Linked DNA regions of Mus musculus: regions 1 and 3 are each linked to region 2. The links are chromatin contacts, called in public ChIA-PET and HiChIP or PLAC-seq maps. All regions are on one chromosome and are shown on one strand. The core of a region is the stretch at or near the end of the contact, and the rest is flanking DNA. Distances in the headings are between cores, read along the strand shown.

What was found. ChIA-PET counts read pairs in DNA pulled down with a chosen protein or histone mark. HiChIP or PLAC-seq counts read pairs in DNA pulled down with a chosen protein or histone mark.
Region 1: a contact with region 2 is called in an H3K4me3 HiChIP or PLAC-seq map of pro-B cells, with 3 times the contacts expected there. The contact joins the promoter of Scn2b here to the promoter of Sidt2 in region 2. A contact is called at or near these places in 3 of 39 promoter capture datasets (hippocampal neurons, liver and pre-B cells) and 2 of 115 datasets of contacts at active chromatin or transcription factors (embryonic forebrain and pro-B cells).
Region 3: an RNA polymerase II ChIA-PET map of memory CD8 T cells shows a contact between it and region 2, with 6 read pairs. The contact joins the promoter of Jaml here to the promoter of Sidt2 in region 2. A contact is called at or near these places in 2 of 39 promoter capture datasets (hippocampal neurons and pre-B cells) and 1 of 115 datasets of contacts at active chromatin or transcription factors (memory CD8 T cells).

Annotation. Positions count from the first base shown.
Region 1 is chr9:45,115,493-45,119,198 of GRCm38.p6, forward strand. Scn2b (sodium channel, voltage-gated, type II, beta) reads left to right here and starts at 2,384. Exons shown (of 4, transcript NM_001014761.2): 1 at 2,384-2,601. The coding sequence starts at 2,532. All of the region lies in intron 1 of Gm10684 (predicted gene 10684), which reads right to left.
Region 2 is chr9:45,953,363-45,957,018 of GRCm38.p6, forward strand. It overlaps Sidt2 (SID1 transmembrane family, member 2), which reads right to left and starts at 1,887. Exons shown (of 26, transcript NM_172257.4): 1 at 1,362-1,887. The coding sequence starts at 1,544. A830035O19Rik (RIKEN cDNA A830035O19 gene) reads left to right here and starts at 624. Exons shown (of 1, transcript NR_152206.1): 1 at 624-2,636.
Region 3 is chr9:45,077,252-45,080,679 of GRCm38.p6, forward strand. Jaml (junction adhesion molecule like) reads left to right here and starts at 1,932. Exons shown (of 11, transcript NM_001005421.4): 1 at 1,932-2,045. Mpzl3 (myelin protein zero-like 3) reads left to right here. Exons shown (of 6, transcript NM_001093749.3): 6 at 1-186.

The sequences.
Region 1 (3,706 bases), core at 1,134-3,633, 840 kb before region 2:
GGCTATGGGAGGGTCTGACAAAGCCCCTATCTCCTGGTCCCTGATCTGATCTGGCTACTACTGTTTGTTTGTTCCTTGATCCTGGAAGTCTGAGCTGGCCCAAGGCTCTTGGAAGTTCGAATACTTCAGTGACTATTAGCCAAATTCTAGGGAGAAGCAGAAGAATGTAGGATTGTTTCTTGCCTCCCATGACAATTAAATAGAAACTTCCAGACATAGCATGAGGTCAAGTGAGACAGCAAAGCAAGTTTCCTTTAGTTTCTGGGCCTCACAAGGCACCATAGGCGGCATCAAGAAAAAAGGAGGAGGCCGGCTACGTCAAACTAAAAATCTCTGCGAGCGGTCTAGGCTGAAAAGTGTCTGCGGCCAGCCCACCTGGTTGGTGGTGTTGCAGACTTGGCTGGAAGAGCCTGAGCAGAGCGGGAGGTCCGAGTAGTGCTGGTCTAGACTCTGGGCACACACTTATAAAGAGGCCTCGGGGCCCTAGGGTGGTAGGGATGGGCACCGGGAGAGACTCTCCTGAAATTCGGACTCCTACACCGTGGCTCTGTGCAGGGGCCATGGGAGCCCTACCGTAGAGTGACAGAGGCGCTGGGAACAGGGTCAGTGCAACATCAGGACCTGTCACCTTCTGACTTCTCACAGCCCTGCCTTGAAGTTCCAGTTGGCTTTGGGTCTTGTGCCCCTGGGACAGCTTTCAGAGACCAAGCTGGACTTCCAAATACATTCATTCATCCGGTCAGCAGCATCCCCGGGTGGTCAATTACCTCCCGGTTAGTGAATTTCAAGTCTCAACCAGGCGCTGTGCAGAATTCTCAGCTCTTCCCTGTGTGGAAGGCTCAGTCACAGCCATGTGGAATAAGGGGAGTGGGGTTGGGGGGAGGTCAGCCTCTTCCAAAGAGCTGGGTTTGAATCCTGGCTCTGATCTATCACCTGTACATTGGACCTAACGTTAAGATCAAATTGTGATTCCTCACTGTGGACAGATAAATGTGCACAGCTAAATAAATGATTGCTGTTTAAGGACCTGTGATACGCTTGGCTCTGTTCTCCTCTTTGCTTAGGGCCACTTCTCTCCTAACTTCTACTTGTGACAACCTGTATTCTCCCCTCCTTCGAAATAACAAGTTTCAAACATACACCAAAGCCAAGGGAAGTGTGCCCCAGGCACCACCAATCATCTGGGACCATCAGCTACATTACCCACGGGTGTTAAAAACACAGACACTATCTTTATGATACCCGGCAGCATTAGACGTTATTTGTTGACATAATCAACGTCCAGTTTACATTCGCTCCCTGCTCCCCTTGTCTCAAAACCTGTTCCTTTCCTTGTTGATTTGTTTGAATCCGGGTCCCTCAGAGGTCCATGCTCTATTCTCTTGTAAAAGTCTCTTAGGCATTTGTGCATCAGCCTTCTCTGACAAGTTCTGTATTCTGCGGAAATGCTAGAGCAATGAGGAAGTCATTACTTTCCAAGAGCCTCCTGCCCACTTCGCTGAACCCAAACAACAAAAGGCAACTCTTTCCTGGGTGTTTACATCTATGTACGTACGTATGTACGTACGTACGTATGTATGATCTATCTATTCTCTTGCCCCTCCCCGTGTGTGTGTGTGTGTGTGTGTGTGTGTGTGTTGGGGAGAGACAGAGAGAGACAGACAGACAAACAGAGAGACAGAGAGAGAGCATGTAGCATGAGTATACAGGTGCCACTAATGTGTTGAGGTTAGACCATAACTTGCAGGGATCAGTTCTCTCCTTCTGCTGGGTGACCAGGTGTGTTCCCGGGGATCAAACTCAGGTCATCATGCTTGGCAGTGGCCACAAGCACTTTCCCCAGGGAATCAACTCACAGGCCTTTGGGGCGTATTCATATGATAAAAAGGACTTCCTTACAGCCCTTTGATAAAAACAGATGGCTCTAACAGTCTTTCTCTTTTTCCTTTTTTCTTTCTCTCCCTCCTTCCCTCCCTCTCTCCTTCTCTCCCCTCCTTCCTCCCCTCTCTTGCAAGGGTCTTGCTTTGGAGCCTAGGCTAGCTTTGGACTGCTATGAGTTCAAGGCAGTCCTGTCTCTGTTTCCCTAGTGCTAGGATTGCAGGCACGTGCCACCTCACCTAGAATTCTCTAACAATTTTCAAAGTCTAAAAATCATTTCAAATGCAGTAGGAAGGCAAAATTTGATTGAGCTCTGAGTTTAGAGGCTAAATTTTCTGGCAACTTAATTTCTTCCAGGAATATCTTTTTTATGCCCTCCCACCTGCTTTCTGAAATCCACCAACCACAATATTTACTCCATCCCCTTTTTTTTCTTCCTTTCCCTTATACACCACCCCCCTCTCTTTTTAGCAGCCACATACAAGTCGGCCATATTAGAGAGATGGAAATAAAGCTTCCTCAATGTTGCATATGTCTTTGAAGTACATCCGTGCATTTTCTTTTTTAGCATTTAACCATTCCTACCTTGTGGTCCTTGGTCCCTCAATCACCCTTTCCCACAGCCCACCCGCCTAACGTCACAGTCTCTGAAAATGCACAGGGATGCCTGGCTACCTCGCCCTGCCTTCAGTCTCACGGGGCTCAGTCTGTTTTTCTCTTTGGGTAAGTTAGAACCACATCTGCATGCTCCTAAGGGTCAGAAGTGCAGCTGCAGCGGAAAGAGGAGGGGGCGGGGGAGGGGGCAAGAGGGAAGGAGTGTGAGCCGCTTCCCTCTGTGTCCTTGGGAAGGGGCGTGCTGGGGATCTGGGACAGCTGGGACTGCCGGATGCTGGGCTTCTCCTTCCCAGAAATGTTGACTAGAGGGTGAGTGTTGCTCGGGGATGAAAATGGTCAAATTTATCAAGAGGTGGTTCATCCTGTAGATTTCCCTGAAGTGGACCCATGTGGGGGTGGGGCAGAGCTAGGCTGCTCTGCGGTCTCTTCAGGGATTTTTCTCTTCACCACCACCACCACCACCACCACCACCACCACCACCACCACCACCACCATCATCATCATGTTTTCATTTTCAGTTACTTCCCAAGAGATCTCATAGGAGTTGCTGGCTTCTTTAAAAGTCTCATTTGTGAGCCCGTTCCCTGGGATCTGGTGGATTTAAAGGAGATCGCGTTCTCGAGAGTTGGGGGCAGAGAGTTGAGCCTATCCCACCAATTTGTTGGGATGCGTGTGGGAGGAGGTGGGTATCAGGCTTAAGGACCAGCTCCGGGTTGGCAGGAGAGGCACCAGAGTAGCTGCTACCGAGGCAGGCACCCCTGGTGTGAACCAGATGGAATGGATGAGGTCAGGTGCCCAGGATCCTGGGAAAAGGAGCAAACTGTAAGTGGAACCTAGGGAGAGTTCCTTTAAAACCAGTCTCCGTGGTCCAGCCCAACCTTGCAGACCACCCTGTCGTAAGGTCCCAAAGCCAATTTCATAGCTGAACACCTAGAGACCTCGTACTAGGCAGGTATGTTAGGAGGCTATTTGTAGGCCTGCTTCCCGACTCTACCCCACCCCACAACCCATAAGGTCTCACTTTGTAGTCTTGGCTGATCTCGAACTTTCAGTGATTCTCCTGTCTCTTTCTCTTCCTGGGTGATGGGATTACAGACAAGTGCCACCATGCTGGGCTCTAAACCTGCCTTGTGGACAGTTTTACTCTCACTCTTAAAATTCTCTCTGTAGTGCCTGAGGGTCAAGTTTAAGGATCTTAGGTGAGATTAGGTCC
Region 2 (3,656 bases), core at 637-3,136:
TGTCTGTGCTTCTCCTTGTGAGGGAACAGGCCAAGTTTCTAGAAATGACTGACACTGTCCGGTCCGAGGCTTGAAGAAGCTCGCTCTTGGAAGAACGGGTATACAGAGCAGCAGAACCCAGGCAACAGCAGGGATATGCAGCGGAGACCTTAGAAGGTTCCAGGATAGCCCACATGCACACACATGTTATAGACACGTGTCTACACACGTCCCTGTGCACACACTGTCACGGGAGATCAAGACGTGCCCTCAAGCCCTCAATCTTCTTCCTCATGAACTAGGAAAGCAGCAAGAAGCTCCGGTTCCACTGCTACTCTGGAGGCCAGAGCCCTGCAGGGAGGGGTGTAGGGAACTGTGTCGAAATACAAGTTGTCTCTCTAGTTCTGACCATGGGCCAAGCTCTGAAGTGACTTTCCATCTGAACCTTGATTCACCCTCTCTAAGAAAATAAAGAAATAACCCACCCTCTCTGCTGCGGACAAAGCTACACAGGACAGTGGGCGTTTAAAAGTGAAGAAATCACAACTGCAGACAACTAGTTACTAGGTTGCTGAAACCAAATCTAGGGGTAACGTTTCCCTGAGGGGTAGGTGCCACTTCCGGGATGATCCTGGAAATGGTACTCAAAAGGGGAGATCAGACTTCAAGGAAATGGATCCTGATGGTTGATCATGGCCTGCCAGAAACCAAACTCCTCTCCCTCCCAAAGAAAGCCTCAGGTGCCTCCTCCTCAACTCCAGTGCTTCCGAGTCAATCCAGATCGGGCCTTGGAGAATGAGCAAGAGAGCTAGGCAGGCCACACAGCCAGGCAGCAAGAATCTCCCAGGCTGTGCTCTGCCTGGGCCCAGCTCTGCCAGCCTTCTTTCTACTTTCACTACTGGGAAGAAATGAGTAAGAAGTCGGAGATAGTTCTGTCTTAGAAACAAACTCCCTTTTCTCTTGCCACTCAGCCTTCGAGGGCCTTATCTTGTCACCTTCAACTTACAAGGCCAGCTGGCTTTCTGAGGCAAGGAGGTCTGTCTCCTTCACCTCCCTGTGACCGAGCTCTTTCAATTCTAAGTTGGCCCCATCTGGAGTTGTCTGAGCCACGCAAGGCTGGGAGCCTGTTTTCCCCTCACCCCGACCTCACAGACTGAGAGCTAGATTGAGAGCCAGGTCACAGAGCAGACCAGACCGGTCCTGATCACAGCTGGTGGCAGGGAACTTCCCAAGCTGCCCCGCTGGAGCTGCCCGGGAATGCTGGTGGAAACCAGGTCTTGGCAGGGGGAGGGCGGCTCAAAGGCTGGCGGAGAGGAAAGGGGCAGCATCAAGTCCAGGCCGGGCGCCCACCCGCTCGGCCGCCCGTGGAGTCCCGCGCTCACCCGGTTGCGGGTCACGGTGTGGTTGAAGGTGTAGATGTTGACCAGCTCGCTGTTGACGTCGTCCGCGTAGGTGCGCTCAAACTCCGCGTCTTTCTGCGAGACGTTCTTGGGCCCCAGGGCCCCCAGGTGGCTCTCGACGGAGGCCACCAAGAGCACGCACAAGGGCAGACGCCAGGCGATCATGGCCCGGGACGGCGGGGATTGGCGACGGGACGGCGACCGGGCGCGTTGCGGCTGCCGCAGCAGCTTCCAGCATCTCACCGGGACCAGAACTTTAACCCCGGCCTCAGATAGGACGCGTCCCCTCCCTGGAGCCGCTCCTGGGCCTCGCGCGGATCCCGGCTCGCGAGGGCGGCACCGCGACCCGCTACCCCAGCCCGGCCCAGCCCGGCCCAGCCCGGCTGGAGACCCGGCGTCCGCTCGCGCCCGGAGAGCCGAGGCGGCGGTGGCCCTGGCCCGAAGGCTTCCCGGACGCGGGCCCTTTAAGGGCGGCGGACGCGGCGCAGAACTCGGAGCTACCAGGAGCTGCGCCGCGGTAAACAGCGGGCTGTGCCCGCCCGCTTACGTCATGGGAAACCGACGCGGATTTAAAGGGCCAGGCTGCCTCTACTTCCCACGCAGCCGTCGCCGCCTCCTTCCTTCGCTGTCCTGTGAGCGTCTGGAGTTGGGTTTTTCACGAAGGATCACTAAGTATTGGATTCTTGCTTTTGTGGTCCGCGTTTTTTTGGCTTTTTGAGACGGCTCACATAACTCAGGCTGGTCTGGAACTGGTCGTGTAAGTTTGGAGAGTCTTGAACGCCTGATCCTCCTCCCACCTCTACTGCTGGGTGTTGGCATTGCTGGCAAGATTCACAGAGCCCAGTAAGTGCAGGGTCTTGCTGACAGATGATTTCTTTGCTCAAGACAGGAATTGTGCTCCAAAATCATTACCCCAGCATCATTCTTTTTCCCTCATTGGCTCATAAAAGCGCCTGCCCACTGAGAGCAGCTCAGCGGCCGCTCCCCTCTCACAGTAGAGGGGATAACCAGAACCAGGGCACCATAACCAGGATGCCTTCCAACCTGTGAGCTCTGTCCCTACTCTGCAGAAACTGCTTTGTTTGTTTGAACAAAGCCCACGGAAAGATTCTGACCTTTCGTTGTCAACTGGCAAAAACCTTTCTGAGGAACTGTTTTGGCTTAGGCTTAAAAGAGCTCTATACCCTTCAACCCAGTCATTCCACTCCAGGGACTGTGTCCTACGAATAAGAAATACAAATAAAATATGGGGACAGCAATTTGCATCCCTGTGATCTTGAGAAAGCTCAAAGGAAACTGCTTGTTCACAGTGAAGGAAGAGGTGGTCAGAGATACTACTATGAAGTTAAGCAGATAGATTCTTAATACCATCAAAGGGACATCTAAGGAGGGAATTCAAGAATAACATTATATAAGTGGTATATAATCCAAACTTCAGACATAAATAGGAAAATATGCACAAGAACCGAGCTGAGATGGCTTATCAGGAAGAGGCACTTGCCATGGAAAGCCCGGCCTGAGCTCTACACCAGGGAGGAGAGAACTAACTCCACAAATTTGTTCTCTGACTTCCACAGACACCTGGCAACATGTGCTTGCGCACTTCACACACAGACACATGAACAATAATAAATTATATATATATATATACACACACACACACACACACACACACACATGTACAAGGGTGGATGAAGTGTCTCAGTGGGTGCGGGTGCTTGCCAAGATGCCTGATGACCATCTCTGGGACCCAAAAGGTGGAAGAGGGGAAAAACCTGACTCTGCAAGTTGTCATCCGCCCTCCACATGCATGCTGTAGCACCTCTGAAACATACACATATACACAATATGTAATTAAAGGTCATTACAAAGAACACAGACACACACACAGACACACAGACACACACATACACACACACACACACTTGGGTTCCATCCTGTTAGGAAAAGTATCGGTTCAGGGAGCCCCAAACCAAGTTCTCAGCACAAAGGAAGATTGATTTGCCACAGAAGGCATGGAATATGAGACAAAGACAGGAGACAGTGGATGAGGGAGAAGGGGAAGGGGTATTTGAGGACAAAGGACTGCCTCTGGCTAGAGAGGAGACAAATGTGGCCCATAGGGAAATGATGGTTTATAAAGGTAAAATGGGAAACTCCATGTTAGGATGAGGCGTTTAATTTTAATTGGGCATGTTAATTAGGCGAGCCAAAGGGAGCTTTTGATTGCTGGACTTCAACACTTTGATAGCTGGACCTTGGTAATCAACCTCAGGT
Region 3 (3,428 bases), core at 682-3,181, 880 kb before region 2:
ACTTTGCTGCCAGAAGTGCCCACTCCGGTGTTGGCCTCCACACCGTTGTCTCTCACTGACTTTTAAAATTAAATTAGACTTTTTGTTTGCAGGAGAGTATGAACTGTAAGGCTTTGTGCACAGACATTGTGACTCATGGAAGCTTTACTGCACTGTAGTTAATAAACTTCTTTGCACCTTGTGGCTACCCTTTTCGTGTCTAACTATGTTAAAATGAGAAGTACCTTGTGCAGGGGATTGTTGTGGTTTTCAGCATTGAGAAAACTGTCTGAGCTGCACCACCAGCAAGATCCTGCATAGATCCAGTGGTGTGCTGGAACCAGCTCACATAGCAGAAGCTGATGAGTGCATTTCTAGAAATTTTGTGAACCCAGTGGCAAACTGGTGGGCATGAAATACACCGCACTGGGAATATTTATACAGGGCCCGTGCAGCATAGTCCTTGGGGCCAGAAAACATTCAACAGTTTCCAGGACAGGACAAATTTCAAAAGATGAGCATTACCCAGGCTTTGTTCTACTGGGTCAATCCATAGAACAAGGGATGGATGTGTATGTATAAGAACGCTTAGTCTGAAGGGATGATTGAAAAAGAGAAGGATCTGGCATTCAGGATGGCCTGAGTTGTTCCCCAAGATGGCCAAGCCACTCAAAGGGTCTGCTAGGAGAACAGCTTGCTCTCTGTATGATGGCAACCCTCACAGTCGGAGGAAACCTATACAGCAACATGGTGGGCGGAGCACTGGCCAGGGGAATCTCTGGAAGCAGCTAAAGGTGATCAATCAGCCAGGCTGCATCTGTACAGTAAGAGAAGAAGAAGTGAAACTTCTGTGTCCGAAACACAGCCTCAAGTTTTCTATTCTCCAAGTAATTGTGCTTTATTTACATAAAGCTGATTTCTCAGCAAATGCCTCTTGCCAGTCAAGATTTTTGTTGTTGTTTTGTTGTTGTTTAGATATAAGGGGTTCACAGTGTAGTCCAGGCTGGCTCCTCCTGCCTGAGCCTTCTGGGTGCTGAGATGTCCAGCATACACCACTAGGCCTGGCTGATTTGAGATCTTGCTTGCAGAGTTTGTAATCCAGAAGGGAGGTGACATCTGCAGGGACCTGAGATATGAGGCTCACCTGAGTGAGCTGCAAGTCTTTCCTTCTAGAAAAAAACTATACATACTGCAAGTAGGACAACTGTGTCAACCCCTCCACGGTTCCAGGACATCGCAGAAGAGGAGGCAGAATGTCAAAGCCAGAAGACAGGGATGCCGTGCTTCTGGATAGGACATGGCCCTGGTAATCATGTCCACACAGCAGCTGTGGCTACCTGCAGAAGACTTATATATGCACATACACAGGCACACATGGACACACACACACACAAATGAACAATGCACATAGACACACACTGGGACACACACACACACTGCAGGCACATAGGCACACTCAAGCTCACATACATACCACACACAGGCACACACATAGGCAAAGATGTACACATGTACACAGGCATCACCCCCACATACACACATCAGCGCACATGCATGTACATACACCACACAGTAGCATGCCCACACACTGTACACACAGGCACACACATGTATACATGCATGCATGCATATACACAGGCACACATAGGTGCACAGTGCACCCTCTATGCACAGACACCACACACACACACACACACACACACACAAGCAAGCATAGGACTAGCTGGGAAGAGGATCAGCAGGGATGAACTGGGAATAAGAGAGGGTGATGAGGGTGAATATGACCATCACAATACATTGAATACCATTTGTAAAATTGAAAAAAAAACCCATAATTTAAAAGTAATGGAAATATAAATGCAAATTGAGCAGTGACCTAGATGATTGAATGGAGAGCCTTGATTGGGAGGTTCCTGTTTCTGTTTCCGCAGCCACCACAGAAGGCATGCACATCTGTGTTGCTTTGAGCCTGATCTCCTGTGCTGGCAGAAGTCTCTCAGTTGGTGTGGGCGATGCTGTGGCAGGAGATCGCGGTGGACTGTTCTTCCTGGGCACTGTCATCTTGGGTAAGCAGTGACTTTGTGTGCTGTGAGCCGTTCTTTGAGCTGTTCTGAGGAGATGGCCAGTTGTCATTCAAAGGAAGGGTGGTGAGATGGGCATTGCTGTAGGATGAGGAGGCCGTGCATGGAATTCCCGGTCTCTGCAGGTGGGCTGCTGTGAGGTAGACCAGTAGGTGCAGCTTTAGTGTCTGTAGTGTACTTTGTGTGAAGGTTCTCAGAGAAAGAAGTAAGCCTTGCTTGTGGTAAGCACGGACGGGGTTGTTTAGAAGGTCTAGCTTTCCTGTTGCCGATGGCTTGAGACAGAATCGTGACTGCTTTTGAGCTCATGGCAGGACTCCTACCTCACTGTTTTCTCCCTGATCTGGATACGTCACCAAGGCAGTTTCCCAAGAGACTCGGACTATTTATTGTCTTTACTCATCACACCCTGACATAGCCTCCAGAAAGGCAGATGCAGGCCGGATGGTGACTAGATGCATGCTGGGCTGGAGGGAACAGGGAGGGATGTTCCCAAGGTCCCATCTGAGTACATGTAACCTAGGTTGTGTTTCAGAAGCCACGAAGCACCCCTCCACCCAATCTGTATTACTTGGTCTTAGAGGGAAAGTCAAGGGCATATTTCAAGAGGTTTGTATCACGCAGGGTGGCTATGAGGACTTGTGAACTTACAAATTTCTGAGAGCCCAAAAGTGCACAGGAACGAGCAGGGGACTTAGCATGGCAGCGGAGAGGGGCGTGCTTAAGAATGTCACACAGTTGTCTGATTTTATGGTCTTGGTTATTACCGGGGCAAATGGCTAGGAGACAGTCCCCGCTCTCCCATTGTCTTGCAATATTGTCATATCTGAGGGCCATTTTCATATTCTGTGTGGCATTCTCATTGTTACAAGTCTCTTTTCGGAAGCTTCCCTCCACTGCCATAATTATACCCAGGGGGAAAGTTTCTATTCATTGTTAATTGTAGGAAAGAGTTCCTGGTGGTTGCACACACCCTAGGACTGATAGGAGATTTTTGCCAGGAGTCACTGTGGAGGAGCCTTGAGCTTGGGTCAGATGCTCTGCCAGCAAGGGAAATGACTGACTGTGTGGTATCACCTGAAGGTTGTCTGCTGAGCTAAGTCAGTACCCAGAAAGGGAGCAGGGTAGGGAGGATAGCTTAACAGGCAAGGCGACTCTGAGTACGTCTGCTGGGATTTTAAAAGCCAAGATTTCATTTGTGTGTGTTTAGAATTCAGAATTTTGGAGAATCATATGTTTTAAAATATACGTGTGTGTGTGTGTGTGTGTGTGTGTGTGTGTGTGTGTGTGTGTGTGTAGTCATGTGCTAAGTAACATTTTAGTTGACAATGCACAGACAGGAGTCCTATACGATTATATAACCTAGCAGCA